Regions from separate parts of the Danio rerio genome. Here region 2 is linked to region 1. The links are chromatin contacts, called in public HiChIP or PLAC-seq maps. All regions are on one chromosome and are shown on one strand. Each heading gives the region's core, a stretch centred on a gene start, on an enhancer-like site or on the middle of the called end of the contact. The rest is flanking DNA. Distances are from core to core; before and after follow the strand shown.

Region 1 (7,623 bases), core at 1,720-4,219:
AGCTGATTTATTTTATCTTTGCCATGATGACAGTAAATAATATATTTTTCAAGACACTTCTATACAGCTTAAAGTGACATGTAAAGGCTTCACTAGGTTAATTGTGATGCTACTGCTCTGACTAATTTAGATATGAGCCCTTTCAGTCACAAACCTATCTCTGCATTTTTCAGCTTGTTTGCAGCTGTGTGCTTTTTACACAGTTGCAATACTATAAACATGTGCTTTTAATGAAAGAAATGCATATAACTTTGTTGCATTTTTTACCCTTCATTTACAAAATTTGTAATATATCATGGTTGGTTTTCTTGTGATCAAATTTCTTATCACACAGCCATGTACTATGAACCATTGACAGTTGGTAAATATACTGCAAAAATGATTTCCTTTTTTATTGTTTTTGTCTTGTTTCTAGTCCAAATATGTAATAATTCTTAAAGAATAAACATTTTCTAGACAGATTTTCTGTCAAAATGATGTGGGTTTTTCATTAAAAAGCTAAATAATCTGCCAATTTGAGTATGTAAAAGAATATTGGTTTTAAGTAAGATTATTTTCCTTATCTCACTGGCAGATTAATTTGTTTGCTTTAAAGAAAAAAATCACTTAATTCAGAATTATTTCTGAAAACTGAATTTCTTTTCTACATAGTAATATGCTAGATATGTGAATATGTCTAGAAAATGCTTCTTGATTTAATTAGATTTTGATTTAAAGTGATTTTTTTTAGATATTTGAACTAGAAAATACAAAAAGTATATGTAAGAAAAGCATTTTTGCAGTGGTAACATTTAAATAATATTTTAAAAATTATCTGTAGCTTTATTGCCTCTATTCTTGACTGTTTGGTGGGATCTTGATGGAAAAATAATAAGAATGCTATTGGGTGCTTCTAGCTATTTTTGTTTCTGCCAACATTCATTACATCTGAGATTAATGTTTTGTGTCTAATTGTGTAGTTTTGTGTCAAGTAGTCTTATAAAAGGTGGGATCAATAGGCAGTTGTTTCTGCAGAATATCTAGAATTGTCTTAAAGGTTCAGTGAAATTAAAATAGTATTATTTAGGTATTAGTAGCAGTACAGTATGTTAGACTTCAAGGGTATCTATACGCTAGTGGGGTACAAAACAATGACCATATTCACATTTAGAAGATGTAAAACCGATATAAACATGTAAAACTTGCAGTTTGTCACTTCTGCCAAAATGATTCAACTTTTTTTACATCACCTCATACTTCAGTTTCTCATCAAATCTTCTGTGACCAATCAAATGCTCTCTAGTGTCTGACATGCCTCGCTCCCTTCAAGACAATTCTCACTGGCTGTTCATTTGTTGTGCTTGAGCTCAACCACTCTCACTGGCAGAACTGTGAGGAAACAAAAGGCTATTCGCTGTTTTTTAAAGGGGAGGAGCTACTCTATACCCCTCTCTTCATGTTTCAGTTAAGATTATATTATGTCAAACATCGAAAATAAATTGCACATTTCAAAGCATTTCTTGGGCCCTAAAAGCATATTTTATAATGTAAGCAACACAGCTACAGCAAATAAAATTGATAATGCGTGTTTTAAATTTAAAGTGTGCAAATAATCAAGGATTAACCATAATTTATCATATTGTCTGCACCAAGGGGGCCCCAAATAAAATTCTGCTTAGGGCCCCCTAAAGGCTTGGGCTGGCCCTGCCTGTTACATTATGTATCACTTTACCTTTAATTGGTAAAACTATATCCATTTGTGTATTTTTGTAACATTACATCAGAACCATTTCTGTATTGTACGTGTATACTTTCACAATTTATAATTTTGTCCTGACAGCTTACATCAAATATACATAACATACACTGTAAAAAGCCATATACTTCATAAAATGGAGTAAATCCATTGCCTTAAAGGTGATTTTGCTTTAAAAAGTTAAGTAATTCTGTTGTTATTAGGGGTGTCAAAATTAATTGTTTCTTCGGTGCACCGCGATGCAGACGCGGACAATTCGGTATCGATTCAGTAATAATCATAACCGGTTATTATGTAGTGACGTCATTTATCTCCTATGCGCTCTGTCGCGAGGGAGGTGAGCGCCGTTATTTACAACACTCAGCCAACTCAGGGCCGGCCCGTGGCATAGGCACCATAGGCAAATGCTTAGGGCGCTGTATATCCAGTGGGGCGCCGGAAATGAGCGCGCTTCAGTTGGTTTTGTTTTCGATTTTCCTGACACACTTTCAGTTATAGATGGCAAAAACTCAAAAAACGCTTACCCTAAAAGATCTAAAGTGTGTTTCCTACAGAAAGACAAAGCTGGTTATGTTTCACAGCTGTCTTTCTTTTTTTTCGCTCGACATTACGAGCACTGCTCCGTTCAAGCCCTCGCAGTCTGCGTTTACTTTTAGCTGTCAGAGCTCGCGCTGAGAGGAGCTCTCTGTAAGGGACCGTCGGAAAAGTGCTTATTTTTTTCGTTTTTTTTCCGTTTTTCTGCTCCGCTCAGCGCGAGCTCTCCCTGTTGCAAGGGCTTAAGTGTGTTTGTTTGTGTGTGTGCGTGTGTGTTTGTATGTTTGATGCTGTCTATGTTTGTGAATGTGTTTGAATGAGAGACAGTGTGTTGCTGTGTGTCTGTGTGTTTATACAGACAGCATGTTATAGCCTCCCCCCTAAAATATAACACTATATATGGAAAGCACCGTCAATGCACCGTGATGCACCGAGATATCGAATTGAACCGAATCGATGGCATGATAATCATAACCGAACCGTGAGACCAGTATAGGTTCACACCTCTAGTTGTTATGTTCACTTAATTTTATTAATTTTCCACATAGTTCATCTTACTTATTTTAGGGCAATTGGTTTACTCAGTTCTTTAAAGTAAAGTCAACAAATCACTTATGTTTTTTTCTATATAATGTAGTGGAGGAAATAAATACTCACTGAGGTTTCCGTCTGATCTGAGCAGTCAAATGTTGAGACTTCATGAAGGCTTGACTATACCTGTACTTATGTTTTCAAATGAAGTGTCGTCCTGAAGAGCAGGTCAGTCCAGAATGTAAATGAGCCCTTGCTATGTAAAAGGTTTTATGAGTCACATAGTCAGTGCCAGTGTGAGTCATACAGCAGTGACTTGCATGAATGTCTTTGAAAGAGGAACATTACTTGGCTTTTGGATGTTGAAGTTGTAAAACCAAACTAATTAGCACCATGTAAAATATTTTAAACTGGGATTATTGTTGCAATACATTTCTTGGCCAAATCAAGTCAGTAAGTTGAAAGAAATATAAACTTGATGGATGCACATGTAACAGTCATGATTTAAAAAAAAAAAAAGAGAAAAACTGTAGTAGTAATGTGTTTGGAAATGGAAAAGTGAAACAGAACGTATTTTTGTTTGATTAACATTAGTGCATTGGAAACTAACAAGAAAAAAATATTAAAATACAATTAATAAATGCTGTAAAAAGTTTATGTGGTCATATGCCAATAATTTAAGTGATTATCCATTGTTAACAAATAAGATGTCACAGTGGCACAGTGGGTGGCACGATCGCCTCACAGCAAGAAGGTCGCTGGTTTGAGCCCCGGCTGGGTCAGTTGGCATTTCTGTGTGGAGTTTGCATGTTCTCCCCATGTTCATGTGAGTTTCCTCCGGGTGCTCCTTTCCCCACAAGTCATGCTCTATAGGTGAATAGGGTAAGCTAAATTGTCTGTAGTGTTTCCCAGGGATGGGTTGCAGCTGAAGGGGAATCCGCTATACGTAAAGCATTTGCTGGATAAGTTGGTGGTTTATTCTGCTGTGGTGACTCTTGGTTAATAAATGGACTAAGCCAAAAAGAAAATAAATGCATAGATAAATAACATTAATACACTTTAAAATGTTAATGTGGTCATATCCCAATAACTACAGTCCCAATCCAATGTTAACAAATAGGACCTTTTCAAGCTTTGTCATAGTTAGATACATTTTACCTTTTTTTTACCAAATCAAAATGTTTGATTAAAAATTCAAAACCTTTGGTGTACTTTACTCTCCTGTTGGCACCAATCTTGCACAGTTTATGGTAGAACTTTTGGCAATCATGTGTATCTGCTGGGTTCTGGAAATATTTGCAGAATAATTGGAGGTTGTCCAAAGAGTTCACCTGCATGATAGTGTCTGTATTAAATCTCAATTCAATTCATATTTATTTCTATAGCACTTACAATGTAGATTGTATCAAAGCAGCTTTACATAGAAAGTTCTAGTAATAGACACTTTTATTATGTAATTTTAAGTCACCGATGCAGACTTTTATTTGGCACGTCATTTTTTGGCGCCGGAAAAAGTATAGTAAACAGTATAGGAGGGCGGGGCGGGGTTTCCATCGCTTTTTTGAGCCTCATCACAATCACCGTTGTTTGAAGAATTCCAACAATACTTGCAAAGACCAGTTGTAAAGAGCGGAACTGCATTACATCGAAAACTACAGCACCGAGGTGTCATTTTCAGAGCATTGCTTCCGTTAGGAGAGTAGGAAGCCGACCGCAGAGAGGTAAAATTATGTCTGTTTGGCACTTTGGGAGTCGTCAGTTCGCCAACATTTTTTGCTGCAGCGTATAAGATACTGTGGACGGACATGGTGGTTTTCCCCCCCAAATGTACCTCTTGTGCTAATGGACATGCTAAATTATGCCTCGTGCATGCTGCTGTTTTGTCTCAAATGCTTCGTAACTTAATGATACGTGAATTTTACAGAGAACTAATGTAGCAACACCTCGATCATTCATCACCCGCAGATGACAGATAACCACAACCGCTGTTTATTCATTACTGATGATATCTACATTTAAACTACGTGATTTCTGTGCGTTATTTTTGAAATATAACGTTACTTTATATACAGATTTGAACAGACTAGAGCGCTCCTGCAAGTTTACAAGTCTGTCTGACAGAAAGTGTTCAAACTGTTTGATTGTATTTGTTATAACTAGCCGTTTTAATTCACATTTAATGAATGAGAACAGCGTTTAATCTCTTCTAAATCGTTTGTTTATGCATATTTTTCTCTGGTATTCAGTTACAAAGTTTGATTGACTGGTCGTCCATCCAGTGAGCATGGAGGCAGGAGAAGACCAGACCAACTCCAGCTCAACCAATAGCAGCGCAGCTTCAGGGGGAAACTCCCGCCCTCCTCAGATAGCTCAAATGTCTCTCTATGAAAGGCAAGCTGTTCAGGTGGGTCAGAAAGCCTGCAGTCTGAACTAATAGCCAGATTGAAGTGTAATTTAAATCACTTGTTAACATTCGTGTGTTAAATTGAGGGAAACATAGTTGTTTGTGCTTCTCAATGTTATAGGCACTGCAGGCCTTACAGAGGCAGCCCAATGCAGCTCAGTATTTCCAGCAGCTGATGCTGCAGCAGCAGATCAACAGCGCAACCTGTCAACTCCACAACCTGGCTGCTGTGCAACAGGTGAGACTCTTTAGACCAGGGGTGCCCAAACTTTTATTATGAAGGGCCAAAAACAAACTTTATTGAGGCTAGTGGGCCGAATTTGTTTAATAATATTTAAAAAATATATATAAAACATTGCTTTATATTAACTAAAAGGGTATATATTTTTTACATTTTATAATGAACTTATTACAGTAAAAACTAAAACAATCTCATTTATAATAGAGTTGCACTGTTTTTTGCCTTGATTTGCTCTGACTTGTTGAGTGACAGTATTTACATTTTAAAAACACAGATTAATTTACATTTAATTGAAACATTTCATTTCAGTTTGCTTTTTTGTTGCTCGGTAACAAAACAAACACAAAAAAAAGGTTACATCAAATTAGAAATGATAATCTCTATTAAAGGCATTCTCCCCAATCCTCTTATTCTCAAATGGGATGTTGAGCCAACTCAAGGGTTACTATGGGCCAACTTTGGCCCACGGACCCTACTTTGGGCATCTCTGCTTTAGACCGATCAAAAAAAAAGATTGTATTTGATGAAACTCTTCGATATTGAAAAGACCTGACATCACAATATTTATTTTTTTTGCAATTTTAATAGCTCTGTTTGGCAAGATTTCAATAATTTAGATTAAGTCTTTTTCTATGCAGCGCATCTTCATGAAATATAATAAATTATAAGCATATACAAATAACATATCAAAAGCAAGTTAAATAAACAGTGCTTTATGGTTTTATGGGGAGTGTAACAGTATTCAAGTACAGAAATGTAACAATTAAACATTAAATAACATGTTCAATATTCTATAAATAATACAAATAAATTATTAATAAATGTAATTGAAACAATAAAATTTTCAAAATTATCTTGTTACAGTAAATTGGGCTGTTCGATTTAGGAATAATATGTAATTATGTTTTTTTTTTTTACAGATGTTGTGATTTCAATTTAATTTTGTAGTCAAGCCTCAGTTCAGTATTCTGTATCGTAGCTTCTTACGGCTAAAATGCAGTGAGTGTTAGTTTAAAAAGTTATATTTTATATTTTATAAAAATAAAAATATTAATTTATATTAAAATATATTTAACTTAAGTTAAACATTTATTCAAATTTGTTTTTAATAATCCGAAATGAAACACTAATTTTTCACTACAGCAAACAGTAAGCACAAATCAAATGACCCTACCTTTCTGTTAACATGTTAAACTGAAATTAGGGAGATAGTGTAGCTTATTATAAAAACAAAAATTATAATTATGAAAGTACAGAACCAACATGGCTGAAACAACTCTGAAATTGTAATTTGCTATTGCTTGCTACTAGATTGAGTGTCACTAGCAATACATTCAATTGACTTTTTAGCAAGACATTCCTCATATAGCCACCTGTGGTGCTTTTTTAGTTGCTGGTTGTTTTATTTCCTCGTGCTGTGGCAACAGCTCATACAAATTACCTGGTTTTGTTCGGTGTCTGTGAATTTAAAACCAAAATATTCTCAAATTACAGATGTTCTGTTTTTCTTTGGTATTAATTAGTCTATTAATGCTTCAAAAGTGGCAAACGTCATTATCCCAGTTTCAAGCACTTTCCTGCTTGTTTGGGCTGGGGGGCTGTGGGCATTCTACATAGTTCGGTTGCCAATTCTGTTTGGGCAGAAAAAAGTGTGCTCACTCAATTGGCTAGTAAGACTGTCACACACAGACAGCAGTCATGCATTTGCTCTGGGTGGGGGAAATTAAATAGTACATATATATTTCATATCGCCGCCTCTTGCAATTAGCTAAGCACAACGTTTCAAATGGTGATTGCGGTTCGATTTCCTTTAATCGCATAGCCCTAACAGTAAATGAAATCAGGCAGTGGGACAGTAAAAGTATTTTTCACCTTTTTCTGCTGACTGTAAGGATATTTGTGATTTTACCATAGATTTCTATGTTAAATAAGGACTGTGCTTCCAACCTTTCTATTCATCAAAGTAAAGACAATCACCGACCCCCGCAAAAGTTAAGCACCATAACCTTTTTTAACATGGATATTAAGACACTTATTGAAAACAAAATTATTTATTTTTGATTTATGGGATGATTTATTCCTCAGTAAAAACAATAAATAGTTTTTACTGCCCTTTTTTGATCAACTGTTTTTTATTTGATCAAATAAATTCAGCCTCGGTGAGCATAAGAGACGTTA
Region 2 (7,623 bases), core at 2,027-4,526, 35 kb after region 1:
AGAGGAGCGACTCCGTTAAAGTTCTCCGGCAGTCGCTGGCGTGGAAGTTCTCGTGGCTTTGCAAAGGCTGAAGCTGTGGCGCCAAACATGCCATCAGTAAAGGCAACATTGTTGTCATGATCGAGCCTGGCTGGCATTGTAGGGTTGAATGTCATGTAAGTAGTTGTGTCCAGTGCTATGGGCTCCCCTTCCAGAGCATTCAGACCCAGAGGAGCTGCAAAGACAGAGCAAGAAAGAGGGCGAGAGACTGATTAGGTGGCACATGATGAATTATAAATATGAAAAGAGCAAAACAGGTTGCTTAATATTGAATATAATATCCATCCAATGTCATCTATGTTTACATGATGCATCAAATATTACATCTTTGACAAATGAAATATATTAGTTTGCATTAGCACTAAAGCAAATACCACTATTATTTTAAGAAATGTTTATTTTTTATGATCAACTTTTCATTTTATTATAAAATGTGCAAAATATGTGTAACAGTAACATGCATTTTTGTTTACGTATGAATAAATACAATGTTCATTCATTCATTCATTTTCCTTCGGCTTAGTGCCTTTTTTATCAGAGGTCTCCACAGCACTCCTGAAGCTTGTTAAAATAGATGGGATCAGATTATTGCATGGAGCTCATGCTGCTATACACTTAATGCCACAAGAGTAATATTTTAGAATCTTAGAGAGCAGCCAGCCAAGGGCCCCTTACATGCCAGGTCCCTTGGCACTCAGTCATCCTTTTCCACCCACTTATGATGCCCCTGTCTGTAAGGGATTGGGTTACACTTACTTACAGTCCTATAACTTCTGAAGGACACCAATAAATAAATGAGCAAAATAACATTTCATTATTATACTTCTGAGTTTGCATGTTCCCCCCGTGTTGGCGTGGGATTCCTTCGGGTGCTCCGGTTTTCCCCCACTGCACAACACATGCAGTATAGATGAATTGGGTAAGCTAAATTGTCTGTAGTGTATGTGTGTGAATGAATGTGTGTGGATGTTTTCCAGTGATGGGTTGCAGCTGGAAAGGCATCTGCTGTGTAAAACATTTGCTGGATAAGTTGGCGGTTCATTCTGCTGTGGCAACCCCTGATTAATAAAGGGACTATGCCGAAAAGAAAATGAATGAATTTTATACTCCTTTTATATACTGACCATCAATGCCCTGCAAGTTTCTCCTAGTCCTGGATACTCGACTGGAAGCAGGTTGCAGGCGTTCCACCTTCTCTGGACAGAACCTCAGCAGCATAATGAATAGCAGCGTGATCAAGAACATCATGAAGAAGATCACCGGTACGATTATCACCTCTTGTTCATACACACGAATTTCTGGGGTCAAGGAGTAAAAGGGACATTTCAAATGACAACTTTGATAATGTAGTTGAGGGATGGTCATGATTCCTTTATTTAATCTCACAGACATGATCTACTTACCACACAGCGCATCTCCAGGCTCACATTCAGAAGATGCAGCGCTGGAAGAGGCCGCCATCCTGCACGGATACCAAAAGGGAATTTAAAAGGTTGGAGGTGTTTTTTAATGATCTACTTATTATTTGTTGACCAAAGTATAAGTGGATTTCCAGATGCAGAGATCACTGAAGCTAAAATAAACCTCTCACAATGTCAGTATGAAATATTATGAGTTGGATTCAGGGTCAGTGAAACATGATCTTTGTTATCAACATGAAAAGAATTTGGCAGCTGAGACTTCACAGATCTTTCACTATCAGTGTCCTTTCCAGAGAGTTTTTTTTTTTTTTCTGTAAGGATCACGGTCAGAGTAAGGAGAAAAAATTACTGATTTTGGCAACACTTTATTTTAATGGTCCATTTGAGTATTAGTATACTGTCTGCTTAATATCTGTCGATACTGCTCCTTCAACAGACATTTAACTGACTATAAGAAACTTTGCAAGCACACGTCAACTTACACCCTAACCCCAACCTAACAGTTTACTTATACTCTATTGAGAATTAGTTGGCATGTAGATGCAATGTAACTTAAATTCAACAAACAAACCATTCAAATAAAGTTTGACCCAGTTTTCCCCCCTGTAATGATCACAGACAGTATAAGGGGAAGAATTAAAAGAGTTTGTTTTCTGTAAGGACCACTGACAGAATAAGGGATAAATACTAGGAAATATATGCATGTACATATTTACTGTACATGTAAGTAAAAAAGGTTGATCTGCAGCTGACAATAGTGTCTTATATTCTCAAATACACACTGTGCGTGCAATATGAGAAGACCTCCTTTGTGAGCAAACAGCTGAACACACCCAATCTTTCTAAATGTCAGACAGTAGATTTGCCAGGTTGTGTTTGTGTGTTATCACGGCTCTGTGAGATGCTGCTTGTTTTTTTTACAGTTCCATAAGTGTGGCTAAATGTGTCTTCAGAATGTAAATTGAGGGCAGACTTTAAGCTCTGCCTTTGACACAAACACGGAACTGCTTTTTTATTGAATTTTGATGCTTAACCTGTTAGTCTGCATTTTTTTCTATTCTCAAAGACTACACTATGACACGTCACATGCACAAAGATGCACAGGGAAACACAAATAAACTAATCTTTACTTAGGAAGTGTATTTAATAACTGGGTATTTGTATAAATGGATAAATGCTGCTGGTCATTAAAAAAAGATCTCTGGAAAAATAGTAATAATGAAAAATGGTAGTTGAGCACCAAATAAACATTAGAATAATTTCTGAAGGATCATGTGATCATATAAAGACATGAATTTTTTTAAATTTATAAAACTGCAAACATTTATTTTTTAAAATTGCAATATCAATCTCAAAGTATTACTGTATACATATCCAAATAAGTGCAGTCTTGTTATACTGAGATGAAAAACATGAAGAAAACCATAGCCCATTAAATTTTAAAACAGTATTGTAATACAATATTGACTTAATATTGTGTTTTAACACCCTTAACTCGTCTGTGTGCTGTATAATAAAAACTAATCCACAAAAAAAGATCAAATCATCTATCAGCTAATTCCACATATGCAGAATGCCAAGTCACATGTTCGTAACCCATCAGCACTGTGGGGATTTAATCTGCAGCTCTCTATTGGCTTACCTGATGATCCCTGCAGTTGTAGACGTTCTTAGCTGTTCAGTTTTTCCTTGTCTCTATTCAGAAAGTTTTCCATGATGGCAATAATATCCCATTAATGAACACAGCACAAACATATCCCGCTGTTAGTCACCTTCCTTGCTGCTATAAAATTTCCTTATGGTGAACGGTACACCAAGTCTGCTTGTATTTGTCGAGGTCACACCTTTGTTGGTTACTTGGCCCCGCCCTCCTCACCTTTGCTTCAATCTCATCTGAACTCTCTGTTGTTGTTACTACACTCCTTTACTGTAGGGTTGCAAAGTATGATATATGCCTATTGTTTCACAATCTATCCTTTTTGCAGTGAATCTAGAGATTTAATGCTTAATCTCTGTGTTTATCTCTGGTTTGGTATATTAAACTAATCAGAACTCTCGTGTTAAGCATCTTCTTCCTGAATCTAGCCAAACTGAAACCTGAAGATCCAGCTCCTCAAGTTTCTCTAGAAGGTTCAGACTTCCTGGCACGAATGCTGACTCAATCAGTGTGCATAAAACACAGTTAAAGAGGCCAAGCGAGTTTTACCTTTCATTTAGATTTGTGACTAAAATGCTTTGATGAATCTTGGATTTGTGGACTGAGGTAATTTTTACATGGGTTGTGCATCAGCAGCAGTGTACATCATGACAAGAAATATACATTAGTTAACATTTAAAGTGGATCAAAAATGTTTATACAAATATTTAAGATTAAAAAGATAAGAATGGGTACTGTTCAATAGTTTTAGGACAAGTTTAATGAAAGCTTGTTCTCCACTTCAAATGCTGACTGATGTATACTAAACATTCTTACACTCTCAGAAATAAAGGTACGCTAGCTGTCACTGGAGAGGCACTTTTTGCAAAATGTACAAATTTATACCTAAAAGGTCTATATTAATACCTCAAAGGTACATATTAGTACCTAAATAGTACAAAAGTGTTCCTCTTAAAATTTTTAGGTACTAATAAATACTTTTGAGGTAACAATATGGACCCTTTACGTAAAAATATTTACCTTTTGAAAAGGTACAACCCCAGTGACAGCTTGCGTACCTTTATTTCTGAGAGTGTAGGAATGTCACCTAAAAAAGTAATGTATTTACCGCATTTGTTCTCACCAATCAAAACATATATCTTAAGAAAATAGTTTGTATTTTGTGATCTTAGTGTTTTAATCAGGCAACTTGACTTATCCCGGAAAAGCATTATATAATAGTAATAATATATAGCAAATGAAAGGTTCCTGTGAAACTCGATTTAAAATCATGTTCATAAGCTTAGTGTAGCAAATCACGTAATATGGTGCCTATAAAAATCATCATACCTCTTTGAAATAATGACTTTATTTGTCATACAGCCTGAACTCAAATCACATTTCAAATAACTTTTACAGCCTTTGACATGCTTTTGTAGCCTAATACTGACCAGTGCCTTCTTCAACTTTATCCTAAAGAACTTACAGGGTATGATAGTTTTCTATAGTTACTGTATAGTGTAAAGAAATACATACAGTAGGGAGCGTGTGAAAGTGTCACATTGTGGTCTTGATTGGACAAGGCCCTGCCCACTTCTCCCCTGAAAGACAAAAGAAAGAATGATTGGAAAATAAACCTAAAATTAAGTTTTTAAATCCCACAGTTAGTTAGGAATTCAAGATTAATTCATGACACAGTGCAATAAATCATTAGGAAAACCAGCTTTGGTACAGTATATATAATAAAGTAGATGAGCATTCATCATCCAGTTGGATCATTAAACCAGTTAAACTAGTTAAACAAGATGGTTAGTTGGCAAGTTGTAAATAAACACGTAATTACACATGCATGACAAAAGCTACATGTTTCTTAATTGACAAGCAGTAAATGGACGTAATGATCAGATTGTCCTGGCTAATACGACATCACTAAAAATGTTTCTTTTAGACTGAAAAAAATGCTACTTTCCACATAAAGATAATTAGTACCATAATGAGTTTAGGAATCATGTAAGCAATCAAATGCTTTCCATGAGATCTGTAATTTATTGTTAATCAAACTGAAGATGTTAAAATGAGTGATTCATTCACTGTATTTTATTTAACTGTAGTAACTTCAAATAAATTCTGAAGCTCTAAAGTAGTCCAATCAACAGTTAAGCCTTAGATTGTAGTTACCGATGCGATGAGCTATGAGCTCAAATCTGTCACAACCAAAGAAAACCTCAACCTTCCCATTGACATGGCACACAATGAATGGAAGACCAAAGGCCTGATAAAAAGAGGAAAATTATTTACTGCAATTTAAAAAAATCAACACAAAGATGCTTTGGCATAAAAAAGTCACTAACATTTTTCTCCAGTGCTTCCTGTGTGACACTCTTCAGCTTGTCTTTAATTGGCTGAGATTTGGCATTGGTCAGCAATTCTTCCACCTCATTGGCTGAGAGACCTGCCTGTAATCCTGCCTGCACAAAGCAGAAACACAAATAATGTCTTACAATAGTTTGCTTTAGGCATTAATTAAGATTGACAATATTTTATCTTTCATATTAAAAAGAGACTTTAGGAGAATATTGGATTATTATGCCACGGAGTATTTGAGTGAGGGTGGCACGGTGGCTCAGTGGTTAGCACTGTTGCCTCACAGCAAGAAGTTCGCTGGTTCGAGTCCTGTCTGGGCCAGTTGGCATTTCTGTGTGGACTTTGCATGTTCTCCATGTGTTCATGTGGGTTTCCTAAGAATGCATTGGTTTCCCCCAGTCCACAGATATGCGATATAGGTGAATTGGACTATATTAACTAAATTACCTATATTGACCATAGTGTGTGTGCATGTGAATGTGAGAGTGTATGGGTGTCTTTTAGTACAGGGTTGCAGCTGGAAGGGTATCCGCTGTGTAAAACATATGTAGGAATAGTTGGTGGTTCACTGTGGCAATCACCGATAAATGATTGTATGAATGAGTATTTTATTTGAGCTTTACTGGTACTTAAGTATCTGTAGATGTTTATGAGGCCGTTGTACCATTTGCAATATTAGTGTTGAATTTTACAAACATGCGATTACTCACAAGTCAGCTGTTCCTGGATCTTTACTTGCATATCTTTCAAATCACTCCAAGATACTTTAGTCCTCATAGTTTACTGTTCCAATAACATGGTAAATGATCTCAGCTTCCCCAGAGATATTATAAAGAGATCTAATTAACAGTAGTGTATTAATCATTTCAAGTTTCTCCTCTCGTACGTGACACAGATTCATCAACTAGCTTTTAAAGTATTCTCATTCATGCAAGTAGCCTTGTTCGCTATAAGGGAAATAATAGTAAAATGCACACTGTCTAGTGTCTGGTTAGGTCTTGTTTCAGTGATGGCTATATTTTATCCTTTAAGAATGAAATGAATTGTATTTGAATAAAGAGTACATATATTTATACAAACATTTTAAAAAGTAAAAGTTGTTAATAATCTTTGTCGAATAGCTAAAAGGGTTTTTAAGTATAATAGCTAATTACACTGAACTAACTGACACTGGTAATAATTGAAAGATCATTATGTAAATAAATACTATTTGGTCATTTGTATTAGTTTGTTTGTTTTAGTTTCTCCATCCTGGGTATAGTATACCTCAATGAGTGAGGGAGGCTGGGTATTGTCTAGATTGTTTTGCCATGCTCGTTTCCAGAGCTCTCTAGAAACCTTCTCCAATAGCACATTTTCTTCTTGGTTTTTCTCTGCTATAGCAGTCACAAAGCGCATTTCAAGCAAGGTTTCTTAGATGAAAAAAGAAGGAGAGAGAGAAAAAATTTAAAAAAAAAATATAAGGAAATAAAATATGTATTATAGCTGAGGCCATGACCATCATCATTAAAAAAAACCTGCAAATTTAAATACCTTTGTTAAAAACTGGAGGGGGATTCAGAGGGACCCCATAGTACTCAGAAATCAGTTTCAGATCTGCGAGCAAGTACCGCTGCTTATTATCAACTGATCCAGGTTCAATGTTACCTAAAAAAAAAAAAAACTTGATTGAAAGTTTTCATCTCTTCATTAATAAATGCAAAATACAGGTGATGTGCAGCTGAATTATGATGTAGCTGTTACAATATAATTGCTGCCAGAGGAATCTGATGTACAATTACACGTAAAATTGTGGCATATTAATTATTAAAGCTGGCGGTTCATTCCGCTGTGGCGACCCAAGATTAATAAAGGGACTAAGCCGAAAAAAAAATGAATGAATGAATGGTTAAAGCATTCTAATTAGGAGATTGCATCCATTTTCTATTACCATCAACTCTTAAGGCTCATTTTTAAATAAATACACTATAACTTGATTGTTGTGTTAAGAACTAGTTTATTTGGATATAAGGAAGGATATTTATGTTAAAGCAAAAATGGTTTTATCCATTTCCTGAACCTTTAAAAACTCCACCTAAAAAGGCTGGTTTATATTTAAGGTCAATGTTCCAAACATTTTTGTAGCGACACAGCACCTAAACACAGAAAATAAATTATATTGGT

The links. HiChIP or PLAC-seq counts read pairs in DNA pulled down with a chosen protein or histone mark.
Region 2: an H3K4me3 HiChIP or PLAC-seq map of gastrula embryo shows a contact between it and region 1, with 2.5 times the contacts expected there. The contact joins the promoter of styk1b here to the promoter of LOC108179621 in region 1. A contact is called at or near these places in 1 of 18 Hi-C or Micro-C datasets (caudal fin) and 2 of 4 datasets of contacts at active chromatin or transcription factors (embryo and gastrula embryo).

What each region holds. Positions count from the first base shown.
Region 1 is chr16:35,134,260-35,141,882 of GRCz12tu, forward strand. LOC108179621 reads right to left here and starts at 2,970. Exons shown (of 2, transcript XM_017351525.4): 1 at 2,927-2,970. It overlaps phc1 (polyhomeotic homolog 1), which reads left to right and starts at 4,380. Exons shown (of 15, transcript NM_205707.1): 1 at 4,380-4,521; 2 at 5,047-5,204; 3 at 5,326-5,442. The coding sequence starts at 5,085.
Region 2 is chr16:35,169,285-35,176,907 of GRCz12tu, forward strand. It overlaps styk1b (serine/threonine/tyrosine kinase 1b), which reads right to left and starts at 3,277. Exons shown (of 10, transcript NM_001305565.1): 1 at 3,103-3,277; 2 at 1,443-1,501; 3 at 1,164-1,337; 4 at 1-214. The coding sequence starts at 1,500. LOC141378226 (glutathione S-transferase kappa 1-like) reads right to left here. Exons shown (of 7, transcript XM_073926184.1): 2 at 7,530-7,595; 3 at 6,994-7,123; 4 at 6,727-6,872; 5 at 5,448-5,564; 6 at 5,275-5,368; 7 at 4,452-4,697. The coding sequence ends at 4,654. LOC141378227 (a long non-coding RNA gene) reads left to right here. Exons shown (of 5, transcript XR_012392208.1): 3 at 1-1,301; 4 at 1,428-1,531.